3 separate regions of the Mus musculus genome follow, and regions 1 and 3 are each linked to region 2. Evidence: chromatin contacts called from public HiCAR-type and promoter capture Hi-C data. All regions are on one chromosome and are shown on one strand. Each heading gives the region's core, a stretch centred on a gene start, on an enhancer-like site or on the middle of the called end of the contact. The rest is flanking DNA. Distances are from core to core; before and after follow the strand shown.

Region 1 (2,770 bases), core at 16-2,515, 1.2 Mb after region 2:
CTTTCTGTTATTTCTATTGTCCTCAATTAGTAAAGTACAAATTTACCAAAGGCTTGCATTGTGTGTAGGTACACCGTGACAGTGATATATAAACACTGTGAAAAACAACAGCAAAATCCATGAGTCTTACACCTGGTCAATACAGTTAGATCAACTGTAAGATATACACGTGCACACACACACACACACAACTTCAAAAGTAGAAGTGTCCACCAAAAATTAATGACCCTCAGTGGGAAAAATAATGCCTACCAAAAAGGTATTGGCAGGGTTGGGGATGTATCACAGTTGGTAGAATGCTTGTCCTAGCACACAGGAAGCCCTCGGTTCAATCCCCAGCCCAACACAAACCAGGCAGGATGGAGCTTACAAGCCAGCACTCGGGAGGAGAAAGCAAAAGCATTGGAAGTCCACAGTCATCCTCAGCCACTCAGAAAGTTCGAGGCCAGCCTTGGGCTACATGAGTTCCTTTAAAAACCAAATCTTCCCACAGCCCCAGAGACACATGCAAATGCCCGGGAGAAACAGTAACAAAATTCAAAACGCCCTCCAAGTCATGAAATTAAATTGTGAGGAAAGTGGTGGGGAAGAAAAAAAAATAATAATAACAAATGTTAGAAACTGTTGGGAGATAAACAAAATTAATAATAATAATTTTTTTTTTTAAAGACAACCCTGAACTACGTAGAAGGAATCTTGCTGGGTGTATCTCACGACCTCTGCACTGTCAAAGGTCGCGGTGGTTATTTCAAAAGATCTCATTTCAAATGGTCTGAGATCTCCATCCAAGAACTTCCTCCTTAGTGCGCCCATTCCAACTCCCTGGCTAGGGACTCGGCGAACTCAGTGGGGAAGCCACTCTCTTCGCTGGGCCAAGCGGGAGGACCTGACTTAGGCGCAGATCCAGGATGGCCCCTGAGTCCCCGGGATTCTGCCCCAGCCGCAGAAGCCCGCGGGCAGAGGGGACCCTGAAGCAGAGGGGGCGGGGCAGGGGCTCAGAGGAGGACAGGTGCCTTTTGCTCCACGCCCCGCCAGCCAGCACCTCGGGGACAGGCAGGATGGCGAACAGGAAGAGAAGGGGCCAGTGGGAATTAAACCTGGGCTCGCACTCACCAGCTGTCCCCGCCCGACGTTGACAGTGGCAGAAGCTCTTCTCCTTCCGCCATTGCTGTTGACGTCCACGTCACTTTGCCGAAAAGTGGACCTGGCACCGAGACTGTCTCAGAGATTCAGTGTCGTAAAAGGAGTTATGAAGTCTGAGACTTGAGACTCACCAGAGCGAAAGAGGGAGGAGGCGAGGAATTGGAAGGATGCAACGTCACCACGTCTCTAGGGCGAAAGGCGGAGCCCGGAGCTTTGCGAGAGGGAGAAGATTATGGAAGACCACAAATCCCAGGATGCCAAGGGCCCGCGAACGGAGTGGGCGGGGCACAAGGCTTGTGGGCGGGGCCGACCCTGGGGAGTGGGAGGGGTTCTCCGGGATGGGGCGGGGCGCCACGCTGCGGGCAGGCGTGGCTCAGAGGAGACTCTGAAAGTGAAGCATCCTGGCTTGGCGTCTTAATGTTTGGGTCTCTGGCTGTCCGGTGTGAGCCAGAATTGAGAATCCCAGCTAGTGGAGAGAGGAGGGCAAGTATGAATTCACACAGAGAAGGTAGGCTGAATAGAAAAAAAGGAAAGGACATACCACATCATTTGTAAAGACCATTCAAAAAAATAAAAAGGCCAGGGACTTAGTAAACCATACAGCACTTGCCCAGCATCCTCAATGATTCAATCACCAGAGCTACAAGAAAAATAAAAATACACGAAGGACTCTGTCAAGCTATCCAGTTAAGAAAATTATACTCTAGTCTTCTATCTTAAATATGTCTTCTAACAGCCAGGAGAATCAACTGTAGTTCTGAAACTGAAATTCCAGTTTAAAAAATCAGTTTAAGAAAGCTGCCGAGGGGGGCTGGTGAGATGGCTCAGTGGGTTAGAGCACCCGACTGCTCTTCCGAAGGTCCAGAGTTCAAATCCCAGCAACCACATGGTGGCTCACAACCATCCGTAACAAGATCTGACTCCTTCTTCTGGAGTGTCTGAAGACAGCTACAGTGTACTTACATATAATAAATAAATAAATCTTAAAAAAAAAAAAAAAAAAAAGAAAGCTGCCGAGATCCTTCCCTTCCTAGCCAAAGTCCCATTTGTCCCTCTAAATGGGCCTCCTTGTTCCGCACCCAGGTTTCATCCACAGTACCAGTATTACCAAAACACTAGCCCCTGGGCTATCTTTGCCTAGTACAGATTCAGGGAGGAGCTGAACAAATATTTTTAAGCCCAGGAACAACGATGCAGTTAACTACATGAAATTTATGGATAAATCTGAAAATGCCATTGTTAGATGAACCAAACAGATTACAAACAAAAGGCATCGTTTATGTTTGATATCAATATATTAGCAATAGATGCATGCACACTGAGAAATGCAGGGGTAATGTGTAGAAAAACTGAAAACAATTAAGTTTTAGATGGGGCAGGAATGACCAGAAATAGCTTTAATTAAGTAAAGTAAGTTTCTGTTCGATTGGTTGGCTGGTTATGTTTTGTTTTGTCTTTTGAGACAGTCTCACTAGTAACCTTGAGGAGCTCAGAATTTGCTTTGGAGACCCGGCAAGACCAGGTTTGGCTTGACTCCGGGGCTGGTGTCTGTGAGCTCCTAAGCGCAAGTGTTCTTCCTGCCTCCGCCGCTCAAAGAAGCAGTACGAGAGGTGTTTGCCACTATATT
Region 2 (2,700 bases), core at 144-2,643:
ATCTTGTTCCAAAGGCAAACAGAAGATTGGCAGCTAGAACTGTTAGCATTTTGTCTAGGCTGTACCCCACAGTTACCTGGCAACAACTAGGTGTGCCCGACTGACTATAAAAGGGGCTGTTGGCCACCTTCCCTCTCTCTTCTGCTCTGTTGCCTTCTTGCTCCTGCTCTGTCCTCTTGCTCCTTCTGCCTGTCTCCCCATTCCCCTCCCCCATCTCTCCCCATGTCCTCATGGTGCTCATGGCCGGTGTCTACTCAATAAACTCTATGGGGGAAGGGATGGCTCAGCATGGGCTGGTGGAGGCACCCCATCTCCCACACCTGACTGCACAGCCACCAAACATACTCTTCCTCTCCCTTATCTTTTTACTAACAGAACAAGGACCAGGGTCTTGAAGCCCACACCCACAGTGACATACCTACTGCAAGAGGCCACACCTCCTAATAGTGTCATTCCCTGGGTCAAGCATGTTATAGTCTTAATTCTAGTGGCTATTTTGAAAAGAATTAGCACACAGGAAATGAGAAGGGGAATACATAACATTCCTGGCTCCAACTGGGTGGGAAGATTACAACGTGTCTAAATGTCATACAAGGTGGGGGAGAAAAAAAGATGTGAGTTTCTTGCTCCTGTGTGGGAGGGGGCGCAGGAAGAGCAGAGAGAGAGAAGCGTGGGGATGGTGAGACAGTAACAGATGGCAGGTGCAGGGGAAGAATCCTTGGCCCCAGAGAGTGGAGCTCTGGGACAGCCTGGTGCTTAGCATCTGCAGGAGTAGGGAAGGTGAGAGGCCAGGAGGCTGGGGTAGGGGTATTTGTGGATGGGGACTTTGGGGCTTTGATATGCAACCACAGGTATATGTCAACGAGGAGCCATCTGCCCCATCTCCTAGGCAAGGGAAACAAATGCTAGCCTTTATCTATCAGAGATCTAAGTGCTGGGCCACGACTGTTATTTTGGATCCTGAGGCCTAACAGTACCAAACACAGGCTTTATAGTTTTTGATAGAAAAGACTCATATTTGTTTATTTCTTACATCAAACAACAGGAACAACTACATTTTGCTGTCCTTGTTTCTAAGTTTGAGTAGCCTTCTTGAGGACAAATAGCTAGAAATACCACAGACAGTAGCTTCTCATATTTTGGGGGGTAATTTCGTTCAAAAGGCATAAAAGCAGAGGTACTCGGTATCTGTAATTTTTGTCAACTCAAATTTTATTTTAAAGTCAACGGGTTAAAAAATCGTGAATCAAGTTTTTCCTTAGGGACCCTCGTGGGGTAAGTCCCCTTCGCCTAACCAACGACAGAACGATAGGCTCGCAGGCTAAACAAGGCCCAGGAAGCGCTACCTCTGGCAGAGGTGGGAGGGGCAAGGGACTTCCGGTCGGGGGGGGGGGAGGCGACGACTAGTGCGCAAGCGCGAATCTCACTTCTGGCTTTCTCTCTTCCCCTCCCCCTCCCTTCCCCAGCCCGAGGGGTCCTGAGGTGACAGCGCCTGGAAGTGGGACTGGAGGAGCCGGCGGAGGAGAAGATGGACAGGGCCAGGCCTGGGCGTCGGCGAGCTTCATCAGGTGAGGAGAGCCGGCGCGAGGGCCGAGCCGACCATTGTACCTGCGCGGCTGGCGGCGGCTCCGCGGCGCGGTGGGGAGGGAGAGAGGGAGGGAGAGAGGAAGGGAGAGAGGGAGGGAGAGAGGAAGGGAGGGAGGGAGGGAGCGGCGGGGGCGCGCATAATGGAGAGCTGGAGGGGGGGGGGGCGCCCGCAGCTGTCGAAAAGCCTCGGCCGCCTGCCCCTTCTGCACCCCTTTGGTATGCTCCCTCCTCCCGGGACACGCTCCTTGATTGTCTTCGGTCCAGCGGTCTTCTCTGCTGGCTATAGCCGCTGTCCTGCCACGCCTTCCTCGCAATTGCACCCGCGTTCACTTTCGCTCCCACCTTCCCCGCACAAGATGTCACTCTCCTTTCTGATCCTTTGACCCCTCGCCTGGCCGGCTTCCCTCCTTCCTTTGGCAGATCAGAGAAGCTGCAAGCGAGGAAGGCGGGGCTTGTCGGTCGCCCCGCAGCGCCTCGAGTAAATAAAATACTCCTGCTGTCCCTCTCGTCCGACAGGCTCGTTTAATAGCGTTTTTCTTTTCCAGCCTCCAGCATCTTCCAAAAGTGATTCGAAAGTCAAAGGATTTGAAGCCGGGTTTTTTGTTGTTGTTGTGTTTTTGTTTTTGTTTTTTTATCTCAGCCCATTTTTTGGAATTGTTTTAAGACTTGAAACTCAAGAACCTCTTTTAAGTTTTGTATAAAATTGAGATAGAGCTCCGCCCCGTCGACAAGTTATTGTTATCCATCTCATCTGTTAAGTGCACCTCTTAATTCCTGGAGTCAGCTCCCGTGTGCATAGAAATGCACTGTCTAGTACATAAAACAGTGTCGATGAATTCATTGAGTTGTTTTTGTTTTCTTTTCTTTTTCTGTTTTTGAGAAAAGGTCTCCCTGTGTAACTCAAGATGGGGTCATATTCCTATTCCCCCTGATTACCTCTTCTGAATGGTGGGGTTACAGGCGACCCCCCCCCACTTTTTCCTCTTTCTGTTTTTTTGAGACAGAGTTTCTCTGTGTACTCCTGGCTATCCTGGAACTCAATTTGTAGACCTGGCTGGCCTCCCAACTCAGAGATATGCCTGCTTTTGCCTCCCATGTCCTGGGGTGTTAAAG
Region 3 (2,872 bases), core at 59-2,558, 1.1 Mb after region 2:
GGACCACTGCCAGCACGCAGTACTGTGGTGGATCCACAGCTCCTGAAGAATGGGCAGGCTGCCCTGATACTTACAGGCAGAGAAACTATGTTGGCACCTTGCTTTGCTGCCTCCCGCACTAGGCTACAAGCCCGGGTAAGGTTATCTGATTTAATGGAAGAAACTTGAAGCTGTATGAGGGCCAGGCGGAAAGCTGGGGAAAAAAGAAAAAAAAAAAAAAAAAAAAAAGTCATCAGATCTGCCCACTAAGTTCACCCAGGGCCAGGATTCTCAAACAGGATATCAGGCAGTATTTGAACATGGTTTTTGATTGACCCAACTACTGGCAATCTAAAGGGGTATATCGACAACACTGACAAAACCTGGCTTCTGAAGAAGGCCGAAGCTCTCCTTAAAAGTATAAAAACTATGATCGCTCATTCCTTGGCTTATCCTAAATATGATGAGAGAGAAAAAAAAAAAAAAGGCATTTAGCCCCTAACACCTCTTAATTGAACAGTGCCAGAATCTGTATAAAAACAAATGAAACCAAAACCTGGCATTATTTTCAGGTTAACAGACCTTGAGCTGTCACCAGAGTATCACAGAAACTCACTAATATCTCCCCTAACCCTAGGAAGTTAGACTGCCTCTGCTCCTGAGGCAGGAAAGGATAATAAAACTATAGTTTTGTTTCTAGCTTCTTCCAAAAGCCACCCAATATGGACAAGGTCCCGACCCAGGTTAGGGGCCGGTGCAAAAGCGCCCTCTGCAGGCTTACGCAGGAAAACCCCTCCACTGGGGTCCTCCGTGTGCAAGACTTGTTGCTTCCCCTTCTCCGGAAAGCGATTAATGATTTTGAAGATGAACAAGTCGGGGCGGAGGGCACGAAAACACCTCGAGTGACGGGCCTATTACGGGAACAACATTTACATGAATATGCCAGGACAGTGCAACTATAAACTTTTACAGACGAGGAACTGCGGAGTGAGGTGTGATTATCCACCGCTTTGTGAGGCGAGGAAGTCAGAGCCACGAGTTGGACACCACCACCCAACCCGCAAGCTGACCAGCTCCGACAGCACAGGACGCCCCGCGCGGAGGCCTGTGCTCGCACGGCCAGCCGCCCCTGGGCTTCGCCGCGCCGCGGACACCGGTGACAAGAGCCACCGGCATGGCTGACCGGGGGACGCAAGGACCCAGCCGGCTCATCTGCACCGCCGCACGGAGGACCCCGCTCCCGCTGGGAGCTGGACAACCAGACCACGAGCCACTTACTAGACATGGCTCTTCCACGGTGCACCGCAGGCCACAGGGACTCCTGCCAGTCAATCTCCTCCGCAGCGTGCAGAAGGCGGGGCCGAGCCGCGCGCGCAGAAGGGGCGTGGTCAAGGGCTGGGTCGAGGGGCGGAGCCTCGATGAGCTTTGAGGATTTTACTGTTTTGTTTTGTGCTGTGCTGTAATGTAGGTGAGTAAGCCTCCGACTTTGTGCACATTCAGTACCAGTCTACATTCTTGCCTGGGCACCGTACTAAAAATGGCTCACCCTTTGCGGTTGCATACACCAAGAAGTGATAATTACAAATTCTTTATATAGGGCCTTCAAAAGCAAAGTCAAAAAAGAGAAGCCTACGTTATGGTAGTGTGCCATAAATGGTCTGGGGTAGAAAGGTCCTACTTGTGGCACAAAGGACATAAATTTCAGGTTAGATCATGGCAGTGGCCAGGGTAACGATGCTCCATGCTGACTGGCTTGAGGAAGTGCACCTGGTTGTTTTAGGCTAGCAGGACTTCAGAACCTTGCTCCTAACTGGGCTGGGGAAAGAGATAGAGTTGGTGCTAAGCAGTATTCTACGATTTGACCTTTGTATTTATTATTTAATTTTTATTCATTATCATTTATGTAAATATTTATTTTTGTTTTGAGCTTTTCCGGTTTTCAGACAGGGTCTCTTGTAGCCTAGGCTGCACTTTAACTTGCTATGTAGCTAAGGCTCACCTTGACGTCTAATCCTCCTGCTCCCACTCCTGAGTGCAGGGATTGAGTCCTGTAGCAACACACCCAGCTAGTGACATTGCTTTCTAAGCTTTGCAGTGCTTGCAAGTTAAAGTCTATACCTTGTCACATTTGCAGAGCACGGAGCCAAGGGGATTAGAGAGCTTGACAAGAGGAAAGAAAGCCTGCAGATCAGATCCCCAAAAGAAATTTTAGTCAGCTGTCTTCAGTGGGGCTGAGCTTTTCACAAACTTTGGGAGAGACAGAGAGAGCCAAACAGAGAGACAGAGAGAGGGAGAGAGAGAGAACCATAAACAGCAGTTTGAAAAGGACAAAGCAGGGCTGGAGAGATGGCTCCGTGGTTAAGAGCACTTGGTGCTCTTGCAAAGGACCTGGGTTTGGATCTAAGCACCTACATCGTCCTGAGGGGATCACAGAATTGTTTCTTCCAAGAACCTGAGAACACTGGGGAAGCGGGGTGAACAAAGAATGTATGCGCTGGAGGAAGGTGTGGGGATGGGTTGCAGTATGGCCTTATGTCTTCCAGGGTTAACATATTTACCCCATCTTCATCTTGCATTAGAAACTGCAGTGGCCTGGTAGCCATGGCAACTACTGAAGACAAAGCCAGGTCTAAGGTGACAGATCTATTGACAGCTCTAGTAGAAAGAGGGGGGAAAGGTCACAGAAACCTCACTCCCTGAGCTCAACTGATCCTCCTTCCTCCTTCAATAGCTGGGGCTATGAGCACCCCAGCACCCACCTAGTGCCACTGGTTTTAGCCTAAGGTACATATATAAGACAAATGTTTAATCTGCAGGCAAAATACAGATAAAGAGAACAGACATCCTCCAGGGCAGAAGTTTTGAGCAAACTTGTATCAGTTTATTTACAATT

What was found. HiCAR-type assays count read pairs that join an accessible place to other places. Capture Hi-C pulls out chosen DNA fragments and counts their contacts.
Region 1: a contact with region 2 is called in a HiCAR-type map of astrocytes, with 5 times the contacts expected there. The contact joins the promoter of Tbc1d23 here to the promoter of Senp7 in region 2. A contact is called at or near these places in 5 of 39 promoter capture datasets (the C10 cell line, hematopoietic stem and progenitor cells, liver and 2 more), 1 of 15 datasets of contacts at CTCF or cohesin (large pre-B cells) and 2 of 115 datasets of contacts at active chromatin or transcription factors (astrocytes and large pre-B cells).
Region 3: a contact with region 2 is called in a promoter capture Hi-C map of liver, with 2.2 times the contacts expected there. The contact joins the promoter of Nit2 here to the promoter of Senp7 in region 2. A contact is called at or near these places in 2 of 39 promoter capture datasets (the HPC-7 cell line and second pharyngeal arch cranial neural crest), 3 of 115 datasets of contacts at active chromatin or transcription factors (astrocytes, embryonic stem cells and large pre-B cells) and 1 of 9 other capture datasets (liver).

Annotation. Positions count from the first base shown.
Region 1 is chr16:57,230,201-57,232,970 of GRCm38.p6, forward strand. Tbc1d23 (TBC1 domain family, member 23) reads right to left here and starts at 1,266. Exons shown (of 19, transcript NM_001358433.1): 1 at 1,114-1,266. The coding sequence starts at 1,166.
Region 2 is chr16:56,074,011-56,076,710 of GRCm38.p6, forward strand. Senp7 (SUMO1/sentrin specific peptidase 7) reads left to right here and starts at 1,394. Exons shown (of 24, transcript NM_025483.4): 1 at 1,394-1,568. The coding sequence starts at 1,529.
Region 3 is chr16:57,166,024-57,168,895 of GRCm38.p6, forward strand. Nit2 (nitrilase family, member 2) reads right to left here and starts at 1,309. Exons shown (of 10, transcript NM_023175.1): 1 at 1,258-1,309; 2 at 75-193. The coding sequence starts at 1,264. Gm16892 (a long non-coding RNA gene) reads left to right here and starts at 1,346. Exons shown (of 2, transcript XR_003951893.1): 1 at 1,346-1,447. It overlaps Tbc1d23 (TBC1 domain family, member 23), which reads right to left. Exons shown (of 19, transcript NM_001358433.1): 19 at 2,839-2,872.